Linked DNA regions of Mus musculus: all the other regions are linked to region 1. Evidence: chromatin contacts called from public promoter capture Hi-C data. All regions are on one chromosome and are shown on one strand. Each heading gives the region's core, a stretch centred on a gene start, on an enhancer-like site or on the middle of the called end of the contact. The rest is flanking DNA. Distances are from core to core; before and after follow the strand shown. Region 1 holds the start of Kidins220 (kinase D-interacting substrate 220). Region 2 holds the start of Rnf144a (ring finger protein 144A). Region 3 overlaps Rnf144a (ring finger protein 144A). Region 4 holds the start of 4930480M12Rik (RIKEN cDNA 4930480M12 gene). Region 5 overlaps Gm29687 (predicted gene, 29687). Region 6 has its middle 90 kb from the start of Gm29835.

What was found. Promoter capture Hi-C pulls out the DNA fragments that hold promoters and counts their contacts.
Region 2: a promoter capture Hi-C map of pre-B cells shows a contact between it and region 1, with 5 times the contacts expected there. The contact joins the promoter of Rnf144a here to the promoter of Kidins220 in region 1. A contact is called at or near these places in 10 of 39 promoter capture datasets (the 3T3-L1 cell line, 3T3-L1-derived adipocytes, the C10 cell line and 6 more), 3 of 484 Hi-C or Micro-C datasets (CD4 T cells, CD8 T cells and LSK cells), 3 of 115 datasets of contacts at active chromatin or transcription factors (embryonic forebrain, embryonic hindbrain and large pre-B cells) and 1 of 9 other capture datasets (adipose tissue).
Region 3: a promoter capture Hi-C map of hippocampal neurons shows a contact between it and region 1, with 5 times the contacts expected there. The contact joins the enhancer-like site here to the promoter of Kidins220 in region 1. A contact is called at or near these places in 7 of 39 promoter capture datasets (the 3T3-L1 cell line, 3T3-L1-derived adipocytes, cranial neural crest and 4 more) and 3 of 115 datasets of contacts at active chromatin or transcription factors (bone marrow-derived dendritic cells, embryonic fibroblasts and stem cell-derived neural progenitor cells).
Region 4: a contact with region 1 is called in a promoter capture Hi-C map of liver, with 9 times the contacts expected there. The contact joins the promoter of 4930480M12Rik here to the promoter of Kidins220 in region 1. A contact is called at or near these places in 9 of 39 promoter capture datasets (3T3-L1-derived adipocytes, HPC-7-derived erythroid cells, cranial neural crest and 5 more), 1 of 115 datasets of contacts at active chromatin or transcription factors (embryonic limb bud) and 1 of 9 other capture datasets (macrophages).
Region 5: a contact with region 1 is called in a promoter capture Hi-C map of hippocampal neurons, with 3 times the contacts expected there. The contact joins the enhancer-like site here to the promoter of Kidins220 in region 1. A contact is called at or near these places in 8 of 39 promoter capture datasets (the 3T3-L1 cell line, cranial neural crest, frontonasal cranial neural crest and 5 more).
Region 6: a promoter capture Hi-C map of hippocampal neurons shows a contact between it and region 1, with 4 times the contacts expected there. The contact joins the enhancer-like site here to the promoter of Kidins220 in region 1. A contact is called at or near these places in 10 of 39 promoter capture datasets (the 3T3-L1 cell line, the C10 cell line, cranial neural crest and 5 more) and 3 of 115 datasets of contacts at active chromatin or transcription factors (embryonic stem cells, kidney and large pre-B cells).

The regions. Positions count from the first base shown.
Region 1 is chr12:24,972,519-24,977,310 of GRCm38.p6, forward strand. It overlaps Kidins220 (kinase D-interacting substrate 220), which reads left to right and starts at 2,414. Exons shown (of 32, transcript NM_001081378.1): 1 at 2,414-2,544. It overlaps Gm36236 (a long non-coding RNA gene), which reads right to left and starts at 3,079. Exons shown (of 2, transcript XR_381341.3): 1 at 2,841-3,079; 2 at 1-2,595.
Region 2 is chr12:26,412,891-26,417,682 of GRCm38.p6, forward strand. Rnf144a (ring finger protein 144A) reads right to left here and starts at 2,372. Exons shown (of 10, transcript NM_001081977.2): 1 at 2,211-2,372. It overlaps Mir6538 (microRNA 6538), which reads right to left and starts at 2,120; the gene lies at 2,011-2,120.
Region 3 is chr12:26,384,337-26,389,128 of GRCm38.p6, forward strand. The region is part of intron 3 of Rnf144a (ring finger protein 144A); the gene reads right to left. Among named protein-coding and RNA genes, the nearest start is that of Mir6538, 28 kb to the right of the region's middle. Within about 2 kb of position 2,150, at least 26 of the 459 cell types and tissues checked have an H3K27ac peak or open chromatin away from gene starts, as enhancers often do.
Region 4 is chr12:26,208,556-26,213,347 of GRCm38.p6, forward strand. 4930480M12Rik (RIKEN cDNA 4930480M12 gene) reads left to right here and starts at 2,712. Exons shown (of 3, transcript NR_046278.1): 1 at 2,712-2,761. Gm29687 (predicted gene, 29687) reads right to left here and starts at 1,950. Exons shown (of 5, transcript NR_131149.1): 1 at 1,848-1,950; 2 at 1,075-1,126.
Region 5 is chr12:26,090,254-26,095,045 of GRCm38.p6, forward strand. Gm29687 (predicted gene, 29687) reads right to left here. Exons shown (of 5, transcript NR_131149.1): 5 at 1,709-1,959. Among named protein-coding and RNA genes, the nearest start is that of Gm29835, 110 kb to the left of the region's middle. Within about 2 kb of position 1,843, at least 5 of the 459 cell types and tissues checked have an H3K27ac peak or open chromatin away from gene starts, as enhancers often do. A contact at or near this core is called in hippocampal neurons, where this site is marked.
Region 6 is chr12:26,066,507-26,071,298 of GRCm38.p6, forward strand. No RefSeq gene overlaps it. Among named protein-coding and RNA genes, the nearest start is that of Gm29835, 90 kb to the left of the region's middle. Within about 2 kb of position 2,030, at least 104 of the 459 cell types and tissues checked have an H3K27ac peak or open chromatin away from gene starts, as enhancers often do. A contact at or near this core is called in hippocampal neurons, where this site is marked.

The DNA of each region.
Region 1 (4,792 bases), core at 1,164-3,663:
AAGACCAGAGAGCAAGGGAAGAGGCATGTCTTTGAGACAAAACTGAGGAGGAAACCTTAGTTCTGCAGTAGTTCGATTGCAAGACTGGGTATGAGGGTCCATAGCGTGGAAGGGACCAGGGGCTGGCAAATCCTTGTTATCAAAATGAAACTTTCCCCTGAATCAGAGTAACCGTTCAGAGGCAGGAGGTAGAGGATAGAAACGTGTAGATTAACCCTGCTTCACCTAGGACTGCCCTGCAAACACTGCCTTCTTATCTCTCCCAATCCCCACAACATTTTGAATGCTTCTAAAAATCACTTTTATAAAATGTTATCTAGTCATTCTTAAATAATTAAAAAATTTATTTTATGGAAGGAATGCCTTATCCCTATAATTAAAAGGAAAAGGTCTGAGAGTTTTACCCCAATTCCTGTTCAGACCTGTCTGGTCCATGGCAGGGCAGGGGCTGGCTTTATAATTGTTGGAATGTGTTCCCAGCCTCCCTTGCCTCTCCTCACTGAGCCCACTCTGCATCCTGGTACCCTAACCTGCAGTTCCTAACCACAGTGCTTTCCAGATCAGCCCTAGGGAAGAATGGTGTGCTCCCTGAATGTCTGCAGGGATTTGGTTTCAATGATGGGAAGAAAGGTAGGTCGCCGAGCTGGGCTTGTGTCTGAGACCAAAGGCAATCAGTGGGATGTGCTTGCCCCTCATTCTGGTTTCCCCGCTGGAGGCAGAGAGCTCTGTGTAGGAAAGCATGAGCCTGGTCCTGTCTAAAGCCAGCTTCCTGGCTTGTGGAAGTCATCCCATTAATCTACTTGTCCCTCTGCACAAGTTAAAGGTACATGAAGGAGGGTCTGGGAGACTTGCATGAGAAATGAGTTGGAAGGCTAGGGCCAGGAACCTTCAGCCAATCTTTCTCAAATGTGAGCTGAGCCCCTGGGGGTAGCCCCCAAGGGCACAGGAACTACATTTCTGCAGCTATTTCTCTTCAGTGAGATCTTTTCAGTGACCTCTCTCACCCCTTGATAACATTCTCCCTCCCCTTCCCTCCCTTCTCTCCTTCCTTCCTCTTCTTCATCTTCTTCTTCTTCCTCCTCCTCTTGAGACAGGGTTTCACTATGCAGCCAGCCTCTAACTCACAGAGATTCCCCCTGCCTCTGCTTCTGAGTGCTGAGGGCAAAGGTGTGTACCACGAAGCCCAGTGTGTCTATTAGCAGAAAATACTGGCCAGTTTGCCCTGGCAGGGTTTGAAGGGGAAGGCAGGCAGAACAGGGCAAGGTCTGTGAGGGCACGCCTTCCAAGAGCCTCACTCCCAGGTGCTGTGGGGAACGGGCTCCACGGATGGGGGGGGCAGTACTGAAGAGTTTAACTGAGAAGTGCTTAGTGTCCTGACAGATAAGAAGAGTTCTGGGTAGGGAGAGGAGTTGAGAGAGTCGGCAGCCCATGGGGGAGTAAAAGGTTTAAAATAGATCTGAGTGATTAACACAGGAACTGCTTAGACAGTATGGGGTGATATGTGAGATAACTTTCCACTTCCTGTGGGGGTCCCACTCACTTCCGGAGATGGATCAGGAGGGAGCCTATAATATCGGCCATATTGGGGATGAGACTGACCGTGGGCAGAACTCTGGAACTCTGAATTAATTAAGGTAGGTGGAACCTGGGAAGGAGTACCATGCCTGGAAGAAGACTAGGAAATGGGTGTCAGGAGGCCCTTTGAAGGGAATATTGCCAGGATGGGGTTGCTGATGGTGGTCAGGGATCAGTTAATAGCATTTGGTGATACTTCTGCAGAGGTGGGAAGAGCAAAGTCTGGAAGGGCCTTGGGGGGTTGGGGCGGGGGGTCCTCAGCTGGAAGGAGGCAGTATGGACGTCTGCGGAGGCAGTGCATTCTTCCGATGATGGAGAAGGCAGATTTCGGACTTCTGGACCCTGGAAGGAGGAACTAAGCGACTTTCATTTGCAAAGTGGGCAATGGCTTCCAAAGTTGTAATTGTTGTTTATTTCTCTGAATTATTGCTTATAATGCCAGGTACGGGTTATAAATTAACTTTCAAAAGCGCGAATGACAGGGAAAAATATTGCCTGGGGCACCTGTGAAAAATACACTAATTTAGCTGGGTCAGCTGGGAGGTGGAGGCAGGAGGATCGGGAGCGTAAAGGTCATTCTTGGCTACATAGCAAGTTTGAAGCCTGCTTGGGCGACTTTGACTCTGTATCAAAACCAACCCAACCCAACCCAACCTAACCCAACCCAAACCATCTGAAGCCAAACCAGGCAAAGAAGCAATGTTTCCATTCCTTTAAAATAGAGGGAAGGGCGTCCAAGCCACTTCAGCACCTGCAACTCCTCCCACACTGCCCCCTCCAGGAGGCGTGGCCACAAGGAGCACCGCCCACCACACGACCACGTGACCTGTCAGTTCCTGACTCCTAGGAAGATGGCCGCCGGGCGTGGTGCGGGCATAGCTGTGTGCTCTTGGCGTCTTGTCCTCTGACAAGGTCTGCGGCGCTGTTCTGCAGAGCTGAGGGCGCCGTCTTCGGCCAGGCCGTGACACGGTCAGTGCGGAGGCGGAGAGGTCGGGTGAGGCAGAGCGACAGTGTCCGAGGCTGGGGGAGGGGGGAGGGGAAAGGGAGACGAGTCTGTCGGTGGCACCGGAGAGGGGGAGGGGGCCGGGATCGGAGGCTGGGTGCGGGGCGTCCGGGCGTCGGGCGAGGTCGGTGCAGCCAAGCGCGGAAGGCAGGCGCTCCGGTGCGGCGTTCTCCCGTGGGCACTGACTCCAGGCCCAGGCCGCTTTCCTTGTTGTCACACCCATCACTTAGTGAGTCCCGCAGCCGGTGCCCCTGAGCCTTACCTTCTTGGTTGCTTTGCTTTCCAGGGAGGAGAAGTTGTTTTCTTCTGTGCTAAATTGCCGAACCCACTGCCCCCATTGTCCTGTGCAGGCTTTTAAACGCCTTGCAAGATGCCCGCAAGCCCCCGAATAGAACGCGTCCATGTTTGCTTTGTGGGGATTTGTATACATTTTTTTTCCCTAGGTTGTCTTCACGTTTAAACCATTTTAGACCATTTTCTCATTAATAACTGTTTGTGGAGCTCTCTGCCCCCTAGAGGTGCTTGCTAAAAATGCACCGGTTTTGCTTTTCAGAGCTTCCCATTTCTTGGTGTGGGGTGTGGCTGAGGAAAAACCTCTTGGAGGTGATTCTGATGGGTTAGTCCCCCGCTCTCTTTTTGACGCTACGAAAAAACAAAGCGTCTACAGTAAAAGGAAAAGACACATAATCTATTTTTAAGGGCAGTTGGGTGTCTGGTTCAGAGCCAAGACTGGAAATGCTGTGGCAAGGTGCGTTCTTTGTTCTCAAGCTTTACAACGACAGTCAGTCAACTTGATCAGACCGACTTGGGGGTCCTTGTTAAAAATTTGTTTCTGAGCTTCACCACAGGCCTGCAAAAATGGGACTATTTGGGTCAGGAGACAAATAATTGCACACCAGTTTGAGAATCCTTTTAAACACTCTGAGAATGGTTTCCAGATTTATCTTTGGCATCTCGTTTCCATAAATTCTTTTCTCTTTTTCATTTTTTTCTACCTTCCCTCCTTCCCTCCCTCCCTCCCTCCCTCCCTCCCTCCTTTTTCTCCTCCTCCTTCATCCCCCTCTTCTCCTTTTTTTCCTCTCCCTCCCTGGTCTTCTTAATATGTAGCCCTGGTCTGCTTGGAACTGATAGAGATCAGCCTGCTTCTGCCTCCCAGGCCCCTGTGCCACTACATCATTCTCTAGTTATCAGCTCTTTAAGGGTATCCCCACAGCCCCAATCAATTCTAAGGTGGCTGGTTGGAAGGGGCACACATATGTAACGAAATGCCTGCTGCCTTCTTTCCTAGACTTTCCCATTTCCTCCCACCTCTCCTCTTTTCTTTCCCTTCCATCCCTGCACGCATGGGTGCTCTTTCTCTGGTGTTCATGACAACAACACTAACATTGTTTTTCTTTCCCAGTCACATGGTCGTTTATTATTTTCCTTATCTCTGGATATTTTGTTCTGTCCAAAATTCAAACTTTGGGAATTCTATTTGGTTAAACGTAATGTCTTGCATTTCTTTTCCACTTTAATTGCCTGATTCCTTTCCTGTAGGCTGTCTGTTTTGGTCCCTAACTTGTGCCTAGAGTTCTGATTCTTTTTTTTTTTTTTTAAGTCTATATTGTGTATGCATGCACTGCTAAATTATATTTTTCTATATATGATCCCGTGTGAGCCTGCCATCCCCTTTTCCAGCTTTTGTTGAAGAATGTCAGTTTTATTTTTCTTCACTGAATTCCTGAATGTTTGGAAGGCACAAGCAGAAACCTTGGGGAAAGGAGGCTTCTGGGGTTGAGGAGAGGTCAGAATCCTGGGTAGCTTGATGACCTGTGTCTCAGGGGCCACACTGAGGCCGCACTGACGAAGAGACTTTCTCTGTTCATAGCTGTAAGCTCACTCTCTGATGATTGTGGTTTTACTTACACAGCATCAATCGTGGCCTGGACAGTTGTGTTTTTAAAGATGCATTTATTGCATTTACATGAGTACACTGTCACTCTCTTCAGACACACCAGGAGAGGACACCAGATACCATTACAATAGTTGTGAGCCACCATGTGGTTGCTGGGAATTGAACTCAGGACCTCTGGAAGAGCAGCCAGTTAGTGTTCTTAACCACCGAGCCATCTCTCCAGCCCTGACCTGGACAGTTTTAATTCCAATTCTGGACTGGCCCAGCTTATCTTTTGAGTGTCACATGTACAGATTGTTGTTATAGCCTTGTGTGCG
Region 2 (4,792 bases), core at 1,122-3,621, 1.4 Mb after region 1:
GGCAGCAAGGCCAAGTTAGGAACCACAGTGGAAAAAACAGCATTCTCAGTCAGGCAACGTGGCTCCTGGCTTGGGGCCCTACGGCTGCAAGCAGGACAGCGCATTAGCTCTGAACATGGGCAGCACTGGGAAAACAGTGTGTGGTATCTTTTCCAAGTCTCAAGCCACAATAAGGCCCCAGGAGAAGCCACGTAGTCTAGGAACAGTTTGGAAACAGGCACTGTAAGCTTGCAAGCGGAGTTTTAAAAGACACTTGTAAAGTACTAACATGCAACTGTCCAGAGCTTCCGCTGGCTGGTGGCCTGTGGACTCTCCTTTTCACCCGTGTTTTCTTTCAGGAATTTATCTTTCAGTAATTCCCCCTTGACGGGGGTGAGAGGCATTGACGTGAGAACTTAGAACATCTTTAGAAAAATGAAGTCCAGGGGCTGGAGATGAAGCACAGGAGAGTATTCGCCTAGCATTCATATACACAAAGCCCTGTGTTCAAACCTCAATTATACATAAACTGATTATAGCGGTCCGTCCCATTCACTCCAATACTCCATTGGCGCAAACTGCAGAAATTTAAGGTCATGTTCAGCTCCCTAGGGAGTTAGTTCCAGGCCAGCCTGGGCTAGGGAGCCTACAAAAACTCACTTGGAAAAAAACTAAAGAGGAGTGTATATATCAAAATGTTAACTCCAGAATTCAAATTGTGCTGGGTCCAGAAAATGCTGAATTAGATGCACCCATTTTCCCAGAAGGGTCAGTTGGACCCCTGGAAAGTAAAATGGGTGTGTATGGCAAAGGGTGGTGTCTGACTTAAAACCCGACCGGGGGCACCTGGCCCTTTAACACTGCTATAGCCACCCTGAAGCATGAAGTACTTACTGTTTGTAGTCCTCCTGCAAGACCACCCATGAGTCCCACTCAACAGAGGCCAAGTCCAGAGTCTCCACCTGCAATTCAAAACCCCCTCCAGATATACTTCCCTAGCAGTCTTTAAAATGTAATAAGAGCAAAACTGTGGAAGACACTGGAAAAAGTAGTCCAGACCAATGGTATGGCTGAAGAGGAGCGAAACTTTGGCTCTTTGGGAGCCAAGGAGGCAACCCCGTGGGAACGGTTCTTCACACTCTGCATTCCTTTGCTGGTGCTTTTTCCCCCACCCTGGCTACGCCCCACTGGTCATCTGATTCCACATCCCTCCTTTAGAAAGGCCCCTGTCTCTGCTCTCTCATCGGAGGGCACACTGACCACCTTTCCTTCTGTCTGCTACTGTGTTTATGTGCGTCTCTTAGCCGTCTAAACTACTACCCTGGCCGGGGTCATTGAGAAGGACCTGTCTCCCAGACACCACGCCTGGAAGGCCCTTCCTTCCTAGAACTGTCCTAAGCAAGATTGGACTGTCCTTCTAATCCTAGGACACAGGAACCCTGGGAAGGTTTCCCAGAGCCTTGTCTAGCTCTCCTTGTTACTTGGCCTTTGACCCTGTACCAAGCAGGCTGTAGGACTGTTCAAAATAAGTATACTTTAAAGTATTCTCTGAAAAAAAGAGACCAAAACAAGAACTAGAGCAAACTTTAAGTGCGACCACCAGAGACCCGCCTAGGGTGAAGAAGTCGCCTCTTCCCGCGCAACGGCGGCGGCCAGGAAGCCTTCAGTTTTAGCAGGAGGAGCGATACAATCTCTGAGCTCCACGGATGGTGTAGAAAACCGGGAGCAATGCGGAGCACGGGATACGAGAGTCCTGAGGGGACTTCCTTGGGCAAGAGGGGTACAAGGGACACGGAGACTCCTGGGCCAGAGGCTAGCAGAGGACCATGCCCACGGCCAGGCGCGGCTAAGCACTGCGGGGTACTCGCGACTGCCACTGGCCAGAACGGACCCGACCTTCCCCACGCCCTCGCTCTGCCCATGTCCAGGTCACGGCGGGAGTCCACCCAAGGCCTGCAGACGGCCGCCCACCCGGGCCACTCCAGCAAAGCACACCCCGCGCCTGCGGCTGGAGACTTCTCCGTGGCGCGCGATCCCCAAGTGCAAGCGGCCAGGAGGACGCGGCCGTCACCCAGCGGAATCCCGGAGCATAGTCCCCATCGCCGCCCCGGAGCCCGCGGGGTCCCCGCCCGGCAGCACGGGTTAGGGGGCCGAAACCAGCCCCGCACAGCCTTATCCCGCGCGGCCCGCTCGGGCGATGCCGACACAAAGGGGACGCGCGCGTCACCCACCTGGTCCCGCGCGGTCCGGGCTCCCGCTCGGCCTCTTTGCGCGTGGCTGTGATGGCCCCGCCCGGTGCCGGCTCGCGGGTGCCGCTGCCCCGTCAGCCTCCCGCGTGCAGCCCGCCCCGCAGCGCAGCGCCCTTTATGCCTCCCCGCCCTGCGCCCTGAGAACTGCGCGCGGGGTCGACGGGGCGCGAGCGCGCACTAAGCGCGGGCGCGGGAGGCAGAGCCAGTTTGCACGCCAGCGCCCCCTGCCGTTCAGAGGTGCCTTAATGTCCATGCACCAGGACCAGGCGAGCAGCCCCCAGCAATGCCAAAGGGAGGGCCCAGATCAGTTGGGGGGTGGGGGTGGCGGGACAAGGGGGCAATGAGTCCTCCTGAAGTTGGACCCCTGTTTTCAATACTAGAAGAACGAGTGCCAACAGCTAGAAAGAAACGAGTGAAAAATCCCGACCCTACCAGTCAGAAGCTGGAAATCTCACTCAGTGAAGTATCTGGGACCCTCTAGAGTAGTCTGTCTATGCAAATTACAGCAAGTCTCTGGACTTGCCAGAACCTGCCCGACAGCTATCCTGCCTGTGAGTAGTTTACCATGAATACTATGAAAGAATCATCTTTTCACCCTAACTTCTGATAATGCAAATGAATGAGAAGAGTCCTCAACCTGCTTGGACCTGAGGCTGAGGCTCTGTGCATATATATGAAGCACAAGCCAAAGCATTTCGTTTCTTTCCCTTAGAGCCTAAGATCCACCAGTGGATGGGAATTCCCATAAGTTATTATCTTGCAATCCCTCTGGTAGGTCCTGGAAGTTCATGTCAAACGTGCAAAAATGGGTGAACCTTTTGAGTATGTATTAAGGCTAGAATGAAATGTTCCCACAGGCATGTGTTCTGAACGCTTGGTCTGCATCTGGTAAAGATATTTCTGAGAGGCTCTGGGAATGTCAGGAGGTGGGAGTTAACTAGGGAAGGCCCTTGGGGGGATCCAAGACACACACACACACACACATACACACACACACCACACTTGTGTGCGTTCTCTCTCTCTCTCTCTCTCTCTCTCTCTCTCTCTCTCTCTCTCTCTCTCTCTCTCTCTCTCTCTCTCTCTCCTAAGATGTTCTGCTCAAGCACTTTGGGTCCAAACAGCTGTGGACTGCGTTCTTTGGCTGGGGGACTGGAGAGCCTCCATTTGCTAACTCAACTTCTCTAGTTTTCCCCTAGAGAATTAAAACAGGATTAAAAGCTCTGTACCATCTACCGTCTGCTGCTACATTCCCAGGTGCATATTTGTGTTTATACATGTGTATGTGAGTGCAAGCCAAAAGTCAATGCTGGGGTGTTCACCTCTTTTTCTCTACTGTATATTCTGAACCTAAACCCCTTTAATTCATGCAGACCTGTTGGCCAGCAAGTTCCAGGAGACCTTCTGCCTCTACCCCAACCCCCATTATCCAGTGCTAGGATGCTGAGCATGCACCACATCTGTATTCTTACATGGATGCTGGTTATTAAACTCAGGTCCTCAGGCCTGCATGGCAAGCACTGTAGTGACCAAGCTGTCTCCCCAGCCCCTCATCCGATACCATCACCAGTTACTGGGCTGAATGTTTCAAATCTTCAAAGACACACACTTGATAGATACCGTGCCTCACACAAATAAGCCTAGCATTCTGAGGGCTGAGCTAGGAGGATTGCAAAGTCAAGGCCAGCCTGGACTAGATAAGTGAGAGCCTATGTCCAATAGGCAAAAGCCAAAACAAAACAAGGACACACGTGGCCTCCTAGAGCTTTGGCTTGCATCAGACTCTGTATAAATGCCTTTGTTCAAGAAAGCACACAGTGTGAAGAATCCTAACAACAGCACTTTGTTGCTTCGGCCTCTCACTGAAAGATAGAAATAGTTTTGCCTGAAGGCCTGAGCTCTGAGAGAAATGTTTTCACACCTCCCCAGGCCTGGTTGGGGAGCAAAGTTATGAATGAAGGATTGAGAGTCTGCTGGGGGAGGGGGGCTGGAAGCTCACAGCAAGTGGAAGACTTGCAGCTTGACTGAGGCTTCCCGTGTTGTCCATGACACAAAGGACTGGTAACACACTGCCTATGAATCTCTGTGGGTAGGTGAAAAATCCACCCCCATCAAAATGCATAGATGACACCTCCCAGACCTTACGTGCTAACCTGTGCATCGTCACACCAGTGACCTGACGGGCTGGCTAATGCTATGTAACTATTCCTGGGGAGATGGTCTGAGTCCACTACACAGGCACTGAAATCCAGATTTGCAGCAGACCACACAGCGAGCGCACTTCCAGGTTTATCTATGAAGCCTGTCGAATCTGCCGTTGCTTTCCACCCTCCACCCGTACCCAGGATCTATTTACCTTGTTTTTATGTGGATTATGGTACTTACCATGCTCCCGGTGTTGGGTATTTACTCTGGAGCTTAGATCACCGCTCTTCAGGATGTCTTTCTGTGAGATCCCACACAGAGCCGGAGAGTAATAAGTGCTCAATAATGAATGAAGCTGACTCCTCTGAGCCTCTCAACAGCTAATGCCATTCTCTCCAGAAAGCTGCCTGGCTCTCAAAGCC
Region 3 (4,792 bases), core at 900-3,399, 1.4 Mb after region 1:
ATTAGTAAATCTCTCCAGCACAGGTGCCCTTTGTGGATATCTGATCAAGGGGAAAAATGCACTTGTGGGCAAGAAAGACATGGAAGAATATTAAAAGTAGCAGGCTTGAGATAGCCAAGGCTGACAATAACCTCCATGTCTATGACAGGAGAGTGCCTGGTTGTAACTACAGCTACTGGAGCAATAGGACTGAACTGGAGACAGACTGGGGAGATGGCTCAGTGGGGAAGAGCCTCGGACCTGAGTTCAGATACCAGAATCTACACAAAAAGCCGCCAGGGGTAGCATCGTTTCTCCTTCAAGTTCCCCTGCTTATGTTCCTGCCCTGACTTCTCTGAGTGATACACTGTGACCTGCAAGCTCAAATAACCCCTTTCCTCCCTTAAGCTGCTTTTGGTCAGAGTGTTTTGTCATAGCAACAGAAAGAAAGCTAGACCACAGCAAAAGACTACATGAGAATTATATAAATAACTCATTTTTATCTATGACTTGTCTCTTAAACACATACTATTTTAGGCCCATATATATAGAAAAAAGTTGGGGGGAAATCAGTATATGATTGTAATTTTATTACAAGAATTCTTTAACCGTATGATAGTGAGGTCTTGTTGGCTGTTTTGGTCATTGCCGAAACAATAGAAATGGGAAGAGATTATGTTCAAACCTGTCAATTATACCTGTGCTCTATCAGAAGCGGCCCCGCCTACGATTTGAACACAAATGTTTCATCTTTGTTATATACTCTATGTGTTTTAACATGTATGCAGGAGACACAGGTTCTAAAACACTGAGAAATACGAGGTAAGGCACAACTCACACAATGATTACTGTAACCAATGAAGTCAGGATTGAAGTGAGTTTGCGATGACTGAATTATGCTATCCACTCTAAAGCATCCGACAAGGCCAAGACACTAATGGCTTTCTCATTTATATTTAATTCACCAAGAGTCAAACGAACTAGAGTGGGGAGTTACTTAGGCAGCAAATGTGGGAGGCGGCTGCATGGGACTTCTGTAAATGTGAAAGTGTGTCTATGAAACTCCACTGTTGGCCTTGAGCGTTTTAAAATCAGAGGAAGGACACATCAGTCTTTGTCTGGCACATGCCCCAGCTTCTCCTTCTGGGTCTTCTCCTGTTCTTCAGGTTGCTCCTGGGATAAAAGCTCACAGCTTCTAATGAACCTGTCCAAATATACCATCACTAACCTATGGCTATCTGCAGGTATGTCTCACAAAGTCTCTGCAATTGTGTAATGTAAAGAACCACAAGAAGACTGGAGAGTCGACTCGGTGCACAAGAGCACTTGGTATGAACACCTGCTGAGTTCAACTCCCCAATCAATACCCAGGAAAAGCTGGCCATGGTATGTCTGTAGCTCCAGTGTTAGGGGATAGAAACAGACAAACCTCAGGAGCTTGCTGGCCAACCATCCTAGCTGGAACATGAAGCTTCAAATGAATGACAGACCCTGCCTCCGAAAATAAAATGATGAGATAATTTCTCTAGGTCAATGCCCCTGAGCCCAGGGAGCCGGGCACCGAGACTCGCCTTCCTATCTGAGGTCCCCTCAGCTGCCTCCGCCCTGCAGTCTATGAAGCCTACTGCACAGCAGCAGAGAGCTAGAGTAACCAGATGTAGTTCTCTGAATTCCAGCTGTTCTCAAGGCCGAGAGAGGGTCAAAGCTCAGCCAAACTTTCTCAGTCAGATTTCCCCCATCCTGTTTTTAAAAAGAAGGTTATTTTTCAAACTAAAGAAAGAGGGAAGCAATTAGAACAAAAGCAGAAATCTATACATCTCATGTTATTTCCACTCCAGATGTGCACACTGAATCTCATGTTATTTCCACTCCAGATGTGCACACTGAGGGTATCTAGAGGCATCTGAACCATGTTATTTCTACCCTCAACATCAACAAATCATCTGTGCTTGTGCAAGAATGATATTTTCTGGTATTTTGGCCTCTGTAATCTGATTTTTTTCCTTTTTTTATTTTTTTTTTGAAGCTATTCCATACTTTTTGGAATCTGAGACAGATTCCCAAGCAAATGTCCTAGGAGGAAGGTGTGGGCGGATGGATGCTGGACAAAGTGCAGAATGCACTCAGCCTTGGAAAGGTTTCTGGCCTGCTCCCTGATGGTGATCCCCACAGCTGGAAGAGTCTGCTTCTGGTCCATAAGTGCCTCGCAGACAGGGCTGCAATGACCCTATCAGTGTTAATGAGAAGATAAAAGCTTACAACACTACATTCCAAGGACAAAATGGGCAGCAGGAGTATCACGTGAAAAGCCAGTCACCTTTGATGCCGCCATGCACCTGGCCATGGTACTGGATCCAGAAAGGCATCAGTGACACATCAGTTATCAGTCCCACTGTCCTTAAAAGAGTGAGAGGGTCACAGGGGTGTGTGGTGGGTGAGCACAGGAAGATGCCCCAAGCAGACCATTTTTTTAAAACAGACAAAGAAAATGCAAGGCAGAAGAATGCCTCCATTTCTGGGGATGGGAGAAAGTACTCTAGAGATTTTTGATTTCTACAAACACCCAAAGAGTCCCTCATCACTCAGAAGGCCACAGGTGCCCATGCTGACCTCCTCTAAGTCCCTGATTCCCAAGGTATGGACGGACCTCCCTCAGGCCCCACCACCAGCCTCAGTTCTTCTGGTCTCACTGCAGGCTCTCAGCCCCCACCGTGAGCCGACTCCTCAACTCTCCTGCATGCCAGCAGCCTCACACTCTCGCATATTGTCCCTCTCTGTCTAGCCAAACAGAGCCTCAATTCACAGCCTACAGTGTGCCTGCGACTCCCCAGCTGGGCCACGTTGGTCTAGTCCAGCTCACTGCAGCAGGAACGTGAGGCAGCTAGCCACACTGCATTAGCAGTCTGGAAGCAGAGAGGGATGAATGCTGGTGTCCAATCAGCTTTCTCCTTTTCGTTCAGTTTAAGACCTCAGCCTGTTGAATGATGTCATCCGTCCTTTAGGATTAGCTTACCTGTCTCAATTAACCCAACCTAAAAGCTCCCTCACAGGTGACTCTAGATCCCGCCAAGTTGACAGTCAGCATTAACCATCAAAGCAGGTGAACTATTCTCTTAGATCTCAAAGAAACATAGCTGCAGGCTGGTCGATTTTTTTTTCTTCCCATTACTTTGTCATAGCTACGTATCTACTACACAGCCTTCATGTGGCAAGCCCCTGTACCTTCTAAGCCAAAGACAAGAGTGGCTGCAGCAGCCTCTGAGCTCGATACGCATGATGTCATTAGACTCGGTCACTCACACTGGCACACAGACCGTGGAAACTGTTTCCAACTAAAAATAAATAACTCTTCTGACCTTTGCACCACAAATTATGCTCTTCCTGCAGCAAAGCTGTTCACAGCGGTTCCCAATTGTCTCCATCACTCCTGCCAGCACCATCACAGCCACCAGACCAAACCACCCCACTAACCGGTGACCCAGATGGCTCAGATCCCAGAATCCATTGCTCCTTGCCTCACCCAGTCCACCAGCACCTGGACACAGCTCCTTGGAAACTCCTTCTGAAAATGCCCTCAAGTGTCCAGCCTCTCCTTCCTGGATGTCCCCTCTAGGTCTCCTTTACTGGCTAACCCTTCACACGTGCTCTTCATGACGCTAGAAGGTCCTACAGCACAACTTTTAAAATGTTCCCTCTCTGGGCATAGCACATCTTATTACTTTAAGCATCAGCCACTAGTCAGAATGCTATCTATGTCATCTCAGAGTGTATCAACCTCTTAACAGAGGCTCTGAGGATACTGCCAGTGTGGCATCCCCACTGGGGTGTCCCATAATCATCACAGACTCTACAAAAGAATTTAGTAGCCTCTTCCTGAGTCTAACCCTTCTCTAGCCACTCCTTTCCCTCTCTGCTCAGTTGTGTGAAGACATCCTCATTATCTTTTTAAGCACTTTGGTTTTTCTCATACTATCTAATGGAATCTGTCTTTAAGATATGCCCAGTGAGTATCCTCTTTCCTCTACTACTTCCACACCTGACCAACACACTGCCATTGTGTGATTCCTTCTAGTGGTCTCAGGAACAACCTCCTAGATTCTACCTCTGCCCTTCACTCCTTGTGTCCACTCCTATCACAACCATCACAATCAGTCTACTCAGGTGGAATGCAGCCTCCCTTCCTCCTCTACATAAATAAAGCAGCACAGCTTTCCCATGATGCAATGGCTGTCCTGACAGACAACCCAGATGCCTGCAGTGTCTGGACCCATTCTGACTCTGGCTCTCCTGGGCTCCCTTCACGACACCCTGTCCTCCATGGAGCTCCTGCAAGCTCCCAGGATGCATTGCTTTCAGGCTTCAGTGACCTTAGGTTCCCTCAACAGTGCTTATTGCCCAGGTGCTAAGTGGCTAATGCTTGTAGCTCCTTGAAGCCTGAGTTCAAATCCCATGTGTTTTAAAGACCTCCCTGGCCACCTATAAAAACTGCTATATGTATACTTCGAAAGCTTCGCGACATTATTTTCTTGCTGCATCCCTGTCTTGTCAGGTATCATAATTTACTTCTTCACACCATGTACATGGTGTCTCCCCATGGCTGCCCCTACTCTGTCCTCATACCTCCTCCTGAGAGACAGCAAGAGCCAGTCCTGGTACTGCTGTGTGGACGGCACGTTCTGAATCACAAGAGCACCAGGCACAAATGAGAACTCGCTCCTTATGCTGCCAGAGCATGAATGAACACAGGAGACCCCGGTGAGTCACATAAGTGACAACAGCCTCATGAACCTGTCACTAAGATCCAGCGTGAGAG
Region 4 (4,792 bases), core at 1,462-3,961, 1.2 Mb after region 1:
GAAGATAACAAAAGGTTGGTCTAGAGAGTGTCATGTACTAGAAATAATGAAACCAGAATTTAGAGAGATAATAATCCAAGTAAATATTTTTTAGAAGATCCAGTATATAAAAACGCTAAGCCAACTTAAAAGAATCAAACAAATTCTCAATTAAGAATATAGAAATTAAACATGTACTAAACTGAATAAATGTAGTGGTCAAAACATGGTTAAATTGGTAGCAGTGCTGCAGAAATTACAAAAGAATCCATGAAGTTCTACAGAAAAATAAAGCAGACGAAACAGGACACTCAAGAGACTGTGGCTGCTAACACAAAGGCAGAGGAGGACAAAAGGAAGGGGGAAGTAATAAAAACAGCTAAGAATATTCCAGGATTCATAAGAAAGGAGAGAAAAAATAAATTCTAAATTGAGTGAGTAAAGCAGTTTTTCTCCTTAGTTGATATGCCCACTTTCGTAGGACTCATTTAAAAATATGACACAGTTGTCACAGTGCATGAACGAGAAATCAAGAAAAATTATACCTTTCTCATGTCTTAGCAAAGAAAACCAGCTCACCAGTTTCTTATGTACTCTCCCAGAAGCACCATATTTATGTACAAGTATGTATATATTAATCTTTAAATGAATACATTAAGCTTTTATTTGTTTTCAATTAATCAACTCTGCTCTCCCTCTCCCTCTTTCTCCCTCTCCCTCTTTCTCCCTCTCCCTCTCCCTCTCCCTCTCCCTCTCCCTCTCCCTCTCCCTCTCTGTGTGTGCGTGCATGTGCATCTATGTCTGTGTCTGTGTCTGTGTCTGTGTCTGTGTCTGTGTCTGTGTCTGTGTCTGTGTCCATGTCTGTATGGTTGTACTTGCCTAGGCAAAAGTGTAGAGTTTGAGGGATGCTTTTCCTCTCACCTTATGGGTTTCATGAATTAAACCCAAGCCATCAAGCATCCATGACAACTATTTTAACTTATTAAGGCTCACACTCATTTTTTAAAGATAAATAATAGAACACTATATAAACATACTTCTTAATTTTTTATAGTATAAAATTTGTTCCAAAGAAGAAATATAAAATGTACTCACCATTTTTAAGGGATATAAAGGTTTCTGTTGTGTTGATGGGTAATGATGTTCTCTGTGGGGAGAGGATACACTAGAGATTGAAATCAGAACCTTCCAATGCTAAGCACAAGCTCTGCCACTACATTGTTACCTTAATGTCTCAGCTACTTCTCTGTTGCTGAGATAAAATGCCACAACTAGAAGTGAATTATGGGAGCAAGAGTTTATTTTGGCTTACGGTTCTAGACAGGAGAAGGTACCAAAAGAAGACATCTCATACTGACTGCTGGCTTCAACACATGCATGCACAGATGTGCACACCCACCTACTACCATGATGGAGAATACATCTCACACTGGCTTCTACACATACATGTACAGTTGTGTATACCCACCCACTACACCCATACACACACGGGGGAGAGGGGTAGGAGAGAGAAAGAGAGAGAAGGAGGGAGAGGGAGGGAGGGAGGGAGGGAGGGAGGGAGGGAGGAGGAGGAGGAGGAGGAGGAGGAGGAGGAAGTCGTCACTGAGTGTCTGTCTTTTTGTTTTCTTTGTATGATGGGCTACATTTTAGAAATATAGCCATACATTCTTAGACTTCCAGAGCTGAATTTTGGCTTTCCTTTTTTTCTGTAATGCATGAGACAAAAGTATGTAGCTTTGCATGTGATTTACTTATACTGTGACAATGATAGGATCCCTCACAAGGAAATGCTCAAAACTCCTTGTATGATTCTTAGAGGAAAAGAGACCATGAGGCTCATCTGCTATCTGTGATCACTGCATGCCTACCTCACCATGTCCTCCACTTTGGTAGCTCCGAATTGGTCAAGGTTTGTCTCCGTTCCTTCATTTCCTACCCTAAGCACCAATGCTATTCCTGTAAGTGCACCCTTCTCCTTCCCTTCCACGTGAATTCCCTAAAGGCTCACACTCACTCGCTTCATGCCAGCACCTGCCTCAGCACGTGGGGGATGCTGGGAACAGGACAACAGACTCATAACGTGACATATTTAAAACAGAAAAACAAGTGTGTTGGTGGTCCAAGTCTATCCTACAGAATCCTAGATTCATATCAAACGTTAAGAAAGCAACAGGGAAAGTAAGACTAGGATGATGGGGAATCAGTCTTGTTTAAGATTGTGAAGCTTCTGGGGTTTAAGCTTGCTCTCAAACTCAAATTCCAGCATGGGCAGCCTCCTCTACCTAAGAAAATGTCCACATGGGAGGGTTTTTAGGCTCAGCAGACCCCAGGGATCTTTGACCTTCAACCTTGTGGCTCTGAGAGGCCTCTTTTACTTCCTTGGATTAAAACTAGCAAACAAACAAAATCCCTGGAGGCAATAGCAATATCAAATTACCTAGAACACCTGGGTTTAAAACAGAGGAAGAAAAAGGAGGGGGAAAAAAGAAGATAAAGTTAACAATGTTGTGCGGACAATCTTTGATTTTAAAATACTTTGTAAATTAGCACCGTAGGCTTAACCCAGCTCCTCTTCTTCTTGTGTGATGGGGTGGGTAGCTGGCTGTACTTGCTCCGCAAGGAAGTATCTCTCCCTCAAGGGCTCTGTCACCTTTGCTCTTTCTCAGTCCTGGGGCCTTATGAAGTCTTGCTGTAGTCATAGCAACAAGGGAACATCACACTCCCAGCTAATTACCAATCTTTCTGGGTAAGGAAAGAAAATTAATTTCCTCGGACGGACAAGGTAAGCCTCCACACTACAAATGTTTCTTATATTATATTTCAAAAGACAAAAATGTGGCTGTCCTTTGCTGGATTCGATCAGTAATTAGTTAGAAGCATAATTTGCATTCACAGAGTAATTGTGTTTACTTTCCAAGCTAATACAATTTTCAGGGAAAACTAGTAGATCAGCAAGAGTAAGACCCCCCACCCTGTGAGCAAAGGCCTTTATGTTTTATTTAAAGTTGTCACGTGGAGCCTGCATTTTCTTTCAGATCTCTCAAGCTGTGTGGCAGTTCCCCAAATGGCTCGTTCCAGAAACAGCTTTGGATCGTACATTTGTGTCTCATCTGTTGACAAGCATTTTAGTTTTCTACGAGTTCCCTCTAGTACTCGCCTTACCAAATACAACTGTTGGCGCGGAGTCTCCAAATGGCGGATTGATACAGTCCCACAAACCCTACACTTCGCAGTCGGATCAATCACTTTGCATTTGGCTGCAACAAAGAGAAAATGATTTCTAAAGGTGCTGACTCAGAGCTTAGTGAGATTTACTTAAATGCATTTCATATTTTAATTAAAACATATAGATGCTCCTCACTTCCTTGAGAGAAGGAATATGATATCTCTCCATAGTTTGGATGTGTGCCTTTCCCTGTGGCATCCTATTCTTTCTTCTTGCTCTAATCAGGAACCAGGCATTTGGGGGGAGAGAGCTTCTGTATACAGTATGCTATTTGATTTTCTTCTCTGGTGAGCTCTTGCATAGGCTGGAGAACAGAGATTAAAGGTGTGTATATTTAGTATCAGAAAAGCAGAGTGTATGTTTTCGCATCTCCTTTATACATTAATCAAGAGAGCTGGCTTCCAGGGAACGATTGCTGCTACCATTGGGAAAAAAACAGCAGCCTCTTAATCAGTGTTTCACTGTTGTCAGCTGGGGAGTCAGGGAGAGTTAGGAGCTACTGGGCTCCTTCCCAAAGGGCTCTCATCTCCTGATAAAACTTGTCCTTTTTCCTTCCCAATCCGGAAGCCTAGGATCCAGTATCAGCAGTACTATATGTCATATTCCAGGATATTTCATTCTTGTTCCCTTAACTGATTGGTTCTATCTAGAAAGAGGCAGATTTTTTTTTGGTCCCCCTTTTAATGGAACTGTAATTCAGATTCTGAATTTCAACAATAACAAACAAATAAACACCTGTTGGACTGATTCCTAGCCTCATAGCCTGGGCATTGTCTGTGCCCTCTCTGATGAAATCCTGGGGACTGCACCTGGGTTACTATGACATTACAATACACTGGGAGTGAGATTAGACACCAGGGCCAGCTTCCACAGCTTTGAGGAATTTAATAGTGAAACTGGCTGACCCCCTTCATTACTGATCTCCAGTTTCCCTGATTTATGGATGGGAGCACTACAGCCCAGGAAATGAAGACAGTGGGTGCAGTCTACCCACAGGATAGAGGAGCAAAGCAAACCTGTCATCAAATGGCCCCAGGTCCCTGAAAGCGAGTTAGTGGTGAAAACTGGCTAGCTACCTCTTTCTATGTCTTCTGGAGGGTTTTTTTGTTTTTTGGAGTTTTTTTTTTTTTTTTTTTTTTTTTTTTTTTTTTTTGTCTGTCTGTTTGTTGTTTGCTCTTTTGGTTTTTTATAAACCCCTGAAATATAAAATCTGATTTGAATTCTAGTGGACAGCCTGATTTGTGACTTTGTTAGAGTTCATCAAAAGACCCTTACTCAGAAAGACCACAGAGACCACCGCCATTGCTGCAAAACGCATGAGGATTTTTATTGATCCAACATGTTGGGGACTCCCCTCCCAGCACACAGGCCAGAGGAGAAACCCAAAACAAAGAAAGAACACTTTTTATACCTTTGTAAGGGGTAGATTTGAGCAACAAGGTTCTCATTGGTGTAGCAAGTAACCCTTTCAGCCATTGGTTGGTTTGTATAGTGACTAAGTAACCCTTTGGCCTAGTGACTCACTTTGCTTGCTCCCATGGTGGGTTATTATGATTTGGTCAACAAAGTAATAGTACATTTTGAACT
Region 5 (4,792 bases), core at 593-3,092, 1.1 Mb after region 1:
CTACCTACAAGTGAGCAGGCATTCTTCCCCAATTCAGAGCTTTGCAAAGGACACAGAAGACATGCTTGATTCTGGAGGGTCAGAATGACAGGATGGCTGGCCTCTGGTCAGATGAGCTACATGGTGCTGTCCTTTAGAGCCTCTACTGGCACGTGGGGTGGTAGCACCTGCCTTATTGTCTCAGATATTTAGATCATCTGGAAAGGAACTACAGAGGAGCTTCTGAACTCACAAAGCTCTCTCAAATTCTGAATCCTTCAGAGTTTCCCTTGGCAGAGAGTATGGGCAGCTTAAAATTTGGTTAGCAACTGTCAATAATCATCTTACACATTACCTAGCAAGGAAAAATGATATTCTCCTCAGGGAGAGGCACTAGATTCTCCACACACACTTCTGTATTAATAAAACACTGATCTCGTTGTTTCCCTGAAGATTTTAAGAGCTATTGTTCAGATTAAATATGGTCAGGATTTTGGTGCCATCTTATAAGCTACAAAGTACCGTGAACCTGTGACAGGCTATAGTAGTCTTTCCCAACATGTTTTGAAAATTAATTGGCTATGGAACTGCCTCAGTAGGAATGAACCTGGAAGTATCTTTGTAGTACTATGGTGGAAATACACCGAGCACTTAAAGGCCTTTGTACACAGGGTTTTGTGAGGAACAAATTAAGTGGGCATCCTTGGGGCTTTTATGAACTACCAACTGTATACAAACACATCCCCAGAAATCTCAGTGAGAAAGGAACTAGTGGAATGATAGCAGCATGTTCATCAAAGGCTTTAGGCGGGTGGGGATTTGGTTGATGTGGCGGTAGGCTCATCTAAATTCACATCTCCATTCTTCACAGTCAAACACCAATGAGTGAGCCATCTCCCCACACTTGCCGTTCTTCCTGATGTACTAAGTCATGAGTATTTGTAAGTAGTTACATGGATAGAACACAAGCTACTGTAGGATGCTGTTACCCTGTGCAATTTGCCCCAGGTCTGTACCTATCACCCAGTGTTCTAGGTGGGTTGGCCACATACACCTGACATTGTACAGTTCTCTTCAGGAGGTCCCTGACTCCAGTTGCAATGCTGATTTCGTTCTAACAATCCCAGTCTCCTGAACTGGGCATTTGATGAAGGTTATATAAGGATATGCATTTACCACAAGGTTTCCTAGAGCAGAATTAATGGTGACAGATGGAGCATTACACATGTTCCTGGGCAGCTGATATCCTGTGGGTCTTAGGAACACCCATGTATCCAGGAGAAGAGCAGAAGGCATGTCATGTTGTAGAGGAACAATGTCAAGGGACAACATCCTTGCTACCCATACTTTTTTGGTCAGTTCTTGCTCCTTCCCTCCGTGTCCCCCTCCCCTCTGTTTCCCTGAGGATTGGCACTGAGTATCCTGGCCTGCCTCCTCTTCTCTCGTGTATCTTTACAAATCTTGAAACATTTTGTTAAGGACTATCTGTTCAACTCAAAAGCTCCTACTGCCCCAATATATGGTTACTCTATAATTTTATTGTACCTTCGAAAGTATTTTAACAAACACGAAGCTCTAAAATTACTCAAGTCTCAATTATCATAATACTACTAAAATAATCCACCAGGGACAATAAAAACAAGTTCCTTTAAGGATGCTTAAATGTAAATGAGTAGTCTGCAGAGTTGTTGTCAAGATGAGTCTTGTTTCTTGTTTTAGTTATTAATTTGGTAGAGGAGTGTGCTGAGTCCCTCCCAAGTTTGCAGACAATGCTAAAAATGTCATGGAACAGAAGACATCAGGCTGATGGGTAGACGGCAGCAGGAAGATTGCTTAAGGCGGGCTGTGGGTGGAAGTGGCAGATGAGCATCAGTGTGGGAAAGTGCAAAGAAGTGCATTGTGGGAACATGAGGTCCAGATAATTCTCTCCTGGATACTGGAGGACTGGCATCAGGTGGACAATCTCAAGTCGTCAGGAACCTTGAAGGGAACATGTAGATAAAAAGACTACATTCTAGTTCATAGTGTACACAAAACTGTGTTAAAAAAATCACCAGACAGGAACAGGTTAATGGTTCCGTTACAGTTACGTGGGTGCCTAATAATGAGGCAATTTGACTTTGAGGCCTTCAGTATGAAATCTATAAGGACAATCCCCCATGTAACCGGTTTACTTTGTCCTGTCTTCCATGCACTGTTTTAAACATGAGTGCTGACTTCTGTGTAGTGTGGGAAATCCTTCAGCAAGGACAGGCAGGGAGAGGGATGTTATGTAAGCTGGGGATGTGAATTCAGCACAGCATTTGCCTCCGGGTACTGTTGGGCATGTTCACTGTCTCTGTCCAGGAAGTTAGGTTTCATTGTTCAACACAGAGCTGCTTCTTTTGGAGAGAAATGAGAGAACATTTTGCTTTATTTATTTTTCGTGGTTCCTTAAAAATTCATGAATTTCATAACTGCTCTCCTCCACCCCTGTTAATTTCAAGGAATGGGAAGCAAAGCATCAGTTTTGGAATTCTCTTGAAAAGAGGTTAAGGCACCATAAAGAAAAAAGTGAAGTATTGACAATCAACCTATTAGCATAATCCAAACTGAGCCAAACAGATAGTACCCAGCCAACAGCTAGTGCTGCAAACCCCAGTTATCACAGCCACATGGACTCACAGATCACCATGTGACCCTCCACATCCTAACATGGAACATGCCTTACAGTTCCTGCAGTTGTATGGACTCCCAGATATGCGTGCCCTCCTCCTTGTGCCAGTATGGAACACACCGGGTGGTTCAGCAAGGCCCGTTCTCACCCATGTCCCTGACTTCAATCCTGCACCACCCAAGATGGTGTAACACTCATCTGGTTCTCCTGTTTGTGTCTGTGGCAAGGCTGCAGAGAAAGCCTTGAAGCATTTTCTACCTTGAGCTGGAAGGATCGGTCTAGCCTCATGCAGAGTATTTCTGCCCAGGAGACACAGAGGGGGGCTACTTTGAATTTTCTCAAGTTGTCCCTGTAACTGGAATTATGATCCAATACATTACAGGAATCCAGCTTAAATGTATGACTAGAGATCAGATACAACTTCTAATATAATAAAAAATTGGTTGTCACTGGGGTATGAGGCCAAACATTTCAGGATAAGTGTTGCTTTCTTTATTATAAAAAGCTGTGTACTGTTTATTTTTTAAGACTACTCATAGGAACAGGAGGGTGAGATAAACCCTTGAACCAGGTTGCTGAAAAGACTATGTTAACACAAGGGAAAGCTATTGCAAGAAAATAATAGATTGGAGATTACAACAGGGTAATCTTATGAATCCCTACCTATTATGTTTATTACTAAAGCTTCTCTGAGCTAGGACAAGGCAGTCACTACCATTTCTCAAATAAACAATAGTCAAATGCAAACAATGACATTTCCTTACTGGAGCAAAAACAAGTTTTGAACAGTGTACAATTAATTCTCTCGTATATATTTTTCTGTATTGTAAATGTTTGTTTAAAAACTCAGTCCAAATTCAGTCAACTTGAATGTGTCACTAGGTCATCTCTAGTATTCTGGAAGCAGGCAATTCTGTTGCCTGAAGTTGGTGACTATATAGTAAGTAAGGGATATTATGGGTCTAAGATATGTGACTTGAGGTATTTGCATTAAAATGAACAATATATAGACAGATATAGCTTATTTTGATATAGACACTACTGTATAATGTCATTCAAAGTAAACAGGAGCTCTTGGATTTTATCTAATCTAAACATCTGCGGTCAAAGAAACTTAAAACACACACGCAGTTCATGGAGACATCTGAACTCCTAAGTCACCTTATAACCCTGTATGTTGGTGATTTTGGCTCAGGACTTTTCTCCAGAAAACACCTCGCAGATTCATGTTTGCCCATTGCTCCCTAGGTAAGAATGTGAATGCAGGGACTGGAGAGGTGGCTTTAGTAATGAGGAATGTATACTGCCTCTTGCAGAGGACCCAAGTTCTATTCCCAGTATCCATTCCTGAGGTTCACAGATTCTTATATCTGCAGCTACATGGATATCTGATGCCCTCTTCTGGCCTCTACAAGTATCTGTGCTTATGCACACATACACAGATAAAAATATACACATAATTTTAAAATAATAGAAATAAATCTAAAAATATAGAATTTAAACATTAAGCTTGGTAGTATAGATTACAACGATAAATTTCAACATCAAGGAATAAATACTTGTTCTTCATGTAACCTGTTGGACTCATTTCTTTCACCATGCAGGCAGGCAGGCAGTCTACATTTTACGCCTTTACTCTGAAAATCACAAAATTTGGAACAAGTGGCCTTGACTATAAACTTTGTGAAATCAAAGTAAGAACCTGCCTTCCTCTGGAAATATCAATAAATGTTCTTCCCAACACCATGACCTTCCCATCAAGCTCAGTGTTAGACTCAAAAGTCCAACACTGCAAAATAGTCACCTCACTACATGAACAAACCTAAAAAAAAGTCCAAAAAACCAAAAGCCAACTAGCACGTATCCTACCCAACTGTGACAGTGCTACTGGACTTCTTGATTTTTTTTCCCCCTCTGAAAGATTACTTGTTTGGATGCAAGTTTCATTTCTTACTTCTCCAGCACCTTTATAGAGATGACAAATGGACAAATAACTGTTCTTCTACTGCTGCTTTGCATAATGTATTATTTGTGAAGTTGGACTTGGGTGTATTGTGATCTGCTGTAAGTAACCTATTGGAGTAAGTCGGTGCTTTTACATGTTTTGTGGAAAAGTTTTATACACTAACATTTAAGAAGCCATAGGGATGGTTTACA
Region 6 (4,792 bases), core at 780-3,279, 1.1 Mb after region 1:
TATATCAGGGTCCTTTCAGCAAAATCTTGCTTGTGTATGCAATGGTGTCAGCGTTTGGAGGCTGATTATGGGATGGATCCCCGGGTGTGGCAGTCTCTAGATGGTCCATCCTTTTGTCTCAGCTCCAAACTGTGTCTCTGTAACTCCTTCCATGGGTGTTTTGTTCCCAATTCTAAGAAGGGGCAAAGTGTCCACATGTTGGTCTTTGTTCTTCTTGAGTTTCAAGTGTTTCACAAATTGTATCTTATATCTTGGGTATTCTAAGTTTCTGGGCTAATATCCACTTATCAGTGAGTATGTATCATGTGAGTTCTTTTGTGATTGGGTTACCTCACTCAGGATGATGCCTTCCAGGTCCATCCATTTGCCTAGAAATTTCATAAATTCATTCTTTTTAATAGCTGAGTAGTACTCCATTGTGTAAATGTACCACATTTTCTGTATCCATTCCTCTGTTGAGGGGCATCTGGGTTCTTTCCAGCTTCTGGCTATTATAAATAAGGCTGCTATGAACATAGTGGAGCATGTGTCTTTCTTACCAGTTGGAACATCTTCTGGATATATGCCCAGGAGAGGTATTGCTGGATCCTCCGGTAGTACTATGTCCAATTTTCTGAGGAAGTGCCAGACTGATTTCCAGAGTCGTTGTACAAGCTTGCAATCCCACCAACAAAGGAGGAGTGTTCCTCTTTCTCCACATCCTCGCCAGCATCTACTGTCACCTGAATTTTTGATCTTAGACCAATGGAATAGAATTGAAGACCCAGAAATGAACCCACACACCTATGGTCACTTGATCTTTGACAAGGGAGCTAAAACCATCCAGTGGAAAATAGACAGCATTTTCAACAAATGGTGCTGGCAGAACTGGCAGTAGCTCCCTTTTATATTGCACGGCTGCACAGGTATACTATTTAGGTGCCTCTGAGATGAAGAATGCCAAGGTCTAGTCCCCACAACAATTCTCATCAGACAAGCAGGGCTGGGGCACATCTCAAACAAGTTTGCACAACAGAGGGTGTGAAGGGGCGAGGGGCAGACTACCTGGCATCAAACCTGGCTTTATCAGCACCATCCACAGTGGGAAATCCTCGTGTCTGCCTCCTTGGATGAAAACAGGGATTAGACCCATCTGGTATTGAGGGGAGTTAATGAAATTAAGGCACCTGGCATTTACTGAACACTTCTTTAAGGCAGGCAAAGCACCATAGAGAAATGTCATAGCTATTCAGAGAAGACAACTGGGCTGCAAGGCTGGACAGCCCAGACCAGCTCTGACAAGATGGATAAGATATATACAGGCAGGGACACTCATGATATTCACAGAGTTTTCCACACATAGGGATGGAGGTTCACAGATCTCTCTGGGGATACACTGAGGTGTTCAAGAAGCTGAGTTAGTTCAAATCGTCTGATGGTGGGCAGAATGTCGGCACCTGCCCAGTACACCTCTCATCAAATCTGGCATCTTCTTCTCATTATCTACAGGATTCCAGCTTCCAGTATTGTGGACCCAGGGCTGTGTGTTCCTTACAGTGCACTCTAGGGATCTGTATGCCTAATACAGGCAGCGCTAACATAGGCTCTGGGGGTCTGGATTGGAGCTGGGACCTCCAATCCACACCTGCGTTGACATCACCAGGCCTCACCTGCCGGAGCGGAAGGCCTGAGGATCTTGGGGCGCTGGGGGCGGGGGCCATCTGCTCCAGCCCCACAAATGAGTCCTTCTCCCAGAGAGTGAGAGCCGGTTGATTAAAATGCAGCCCGCTGCCAGAGGGCGAGGCGCGCAGCTGGACAGCAGCTTCTCCGGAGCATTTGCAAAAGCCTCTCTCACAGCTGGAGCGACAGTTGCCCCTGCGCCACTGGCCGGCCATTGTGAACTGCAAAGAGTCCTTCTTTGGGCGGAAGCAGAAGTTCACCCAGCTGTCAAATATTTGAAATGTAAAAAGCTCAGGGTGCTGGGGGAAGGGAGAAGACACAGACCACGTCAGAGGAAATGCAAGCTGCCCAGGGGTGGAGGAAGCCGTGGGCTGAGAGTTCACTTTGAGCAATCAATAAGGCCTTCAGAGTCAGAAGAGTAAGACAGTTCCGGAGAGGGCAGAGCCGCCAGAGGCTCAGGATGGCAAGAGCCAGCCGGGGCTGGAAGCTACTCAGATCGCCCCAGCCCCAGTGGTGACAGGGCTTCTGAAGGACAGATGGCATTTCCTGGATCCCTCTTGGCTGCTCCCCTCCTACCGACAGGGTGGTTCCTCTGTAGAACACCTGCTCTGGCTTCATACCCTTTACATTGCACTGTAAAGCTGGGACCCAAAGCATCACTCGGGGCGTGAACCTATAGTGCAGCCTCCCTTCCTGTCTCTGGGTACCACTTCCTTCTCTCCTTGGCTTCCCTTGCTCTCTGGGCAGTCTTCAAAACAAGCTTGGGGTCCAGATCCCTTGCTTATCACAGGACCAGCACAGAGCATCGATTGGTTTTGCTTCCATTTACAGTCCTTAACATTTTAAAACTCCGTATTGACTGTGGCAAAAACTTCTTTATGTAATCCACTAGGAAAGGGTAAAGCTGTCAAACCTGCTAGAATTCCCAGGTCCAGCACAGCAGGCTGATGAAGACCCATGCAGCTATGCTTACACACTCTACTCCAAGTTTCTGAATCCTAAGAGTACCTGAGCAGGCTTTGGGCCAAGCAGGATATCTCTCTTGGGCAGTAGAGGAACCCGAGATGTGTCCCCATCAAAGGCAGGTTCTCTTATTGTCACACTTTTGATTGGCTTGTCTGCACTTTGCAGCCTGCTTGGTGGCTTAGTCTTGCTTCTGTTCCTACACACACACACACACACACACACACACACACACTAAAGCAGGCCTCTTTGCATTTGAGGGTTTTGTTTCTCCCTCTCTGTCTCTGTCTCTGTCTCTCTGTCTCTCTCTGTCTCTCTCTCTCTCTCTCTCTCTCTCTCTGTGTGTGTGTGTGTGTGTGCGCGCGCGCGTGTGTTATCAGGCTTCTTCTTATAAAAAAATGCATAACTATATACTAGTCCCTGTTCACAAAGTCATCACGGTCCACAACATGACCTAAGTGGAACTCACGGAGGTCCTGTCTACCCTCAGCAGTCTCCAGAGGGTTCTGGTTAGCCTGTCTCCACCCTTCTCTGGAGTTGCTACCTGCCACTTCCAGGCTTTACTTAAATCTCATCCTGAAATGTTGGAGTTCAAGAGAAGAGAGATGCAGAGAGCTGTTACCTATCCCAGAGGAGCCAAAGACCACATGTCCATCATAGCGGGCCTGCAAAGCAGGCCTCCCCTCTCTTGAAATGTTCTTGAGGTCTTTACAACGTCTGAACACTGGAGAGGAGCCACACCTGCATTTCTCTTGGGAATGTTCCTCATTTTATCAATGAAATCCAAACAGAATGGATAAGTTCGTATTGGAGAACGGAGCTTGAAGGCAGAAAGGAGTTAGCATCCTACAGCAGCAGGGATGGATGCTCAGCCCTAGGTATGGGGGACTCTGAACAAAGATGGGGTGAGGAACATACAGCTCTTTGAGTGCTATTACCCAGGACCTGGGATGGGGACCTGAGTGGTATCTAAGACAGAAGAAGAGTGCCATGTGACAGAGGTGTGTGGTGGTGGTAGAGTTACAACTTCTAAGAAAAAAGAATGATGTATTTGGCTATAGAAACAAGGAGACCCTCAGTGCTGAAATACTGTTTCTGAGCCAGTCATTCAGTGGACAATAGTGTCATCTGCCCACAATAGTGGACAAATCCATCTTTTTGTCTCCCCAAGACTCCCAGTACAAAGTGGACAGAATTGACCAGGGAACCTCAGAGAATGAGAGAGGAGTTTCCTGTCTCCAACCCTCCCAAGAGTCACAAAGCCAAGCATAGAGAGGGATTTGGATCTGAGGTTCTTTAGCTTCACTCAGTCACTTGCCTGGTGGCTTCTTATGTCATCCCTCAGAGCCTAAACATGATTTTTGTGGCCATAGCAAGACCTCCATCTGAAACTGAGGATCAAGAACTTGCACCCCATTCTGGAATACGGCACCTGCCCATCTATGAGGACTTTCCAATGCACCACGTTGTTAATAAACTGGAGATAGGGAAGGTTTCTATGTTATAGAAATTGCCAATTACATGATTGTTTTCCTATTGCCGACGAAACATCATGAAGGCAATAAAGAGGAAGAGATATAACTCTTTTGTATGATTTACAAATGACTCCAGTAGATAAAAAGAACCTGAGGGCAGGGGGAGAGAAACCAAGTAGAGTGTGCAGAACTTCACCGGGCGCTACAACAAACAATGGGTGTAGAGAAAGTCAGAGCTGGTTTTTGCACAACCAATCAGCCAGCTAGAAAAACAGTAGTGAGTAAAAATACCCTGGCAGGGGTGATGCTACCCATAAAGTCTTGGGGTTACCAAGTAAGATAATGTGTCAGAGACAAACTAGATAGGCAGCAGAGATAGATGCTTCTCTTCCCGGGTGCTGAGAAGCAGCCTCTAGATCCCCAGCCAACGGGGACATTCGTGACTCAGGATGTCATAGTTGTTGCTGATGTTTTACTGTTCTGTTTCTTTATACATAGAGAGGAAATTCTCAACTCAAGTGATCAGTTAGCAGAGTAACAACCATAGAATATGAATTTGGAAATTCATAATCACTTCTGAGGGCAGGCAGAGAGAATAGCTTCAACAAGGTTTTGTATTCAGAGAAATGGGGAATGACAATCAGGGCACAATGATTTGTTGGATATAAATGGGGGTGTAAAAAAAGCCATATATA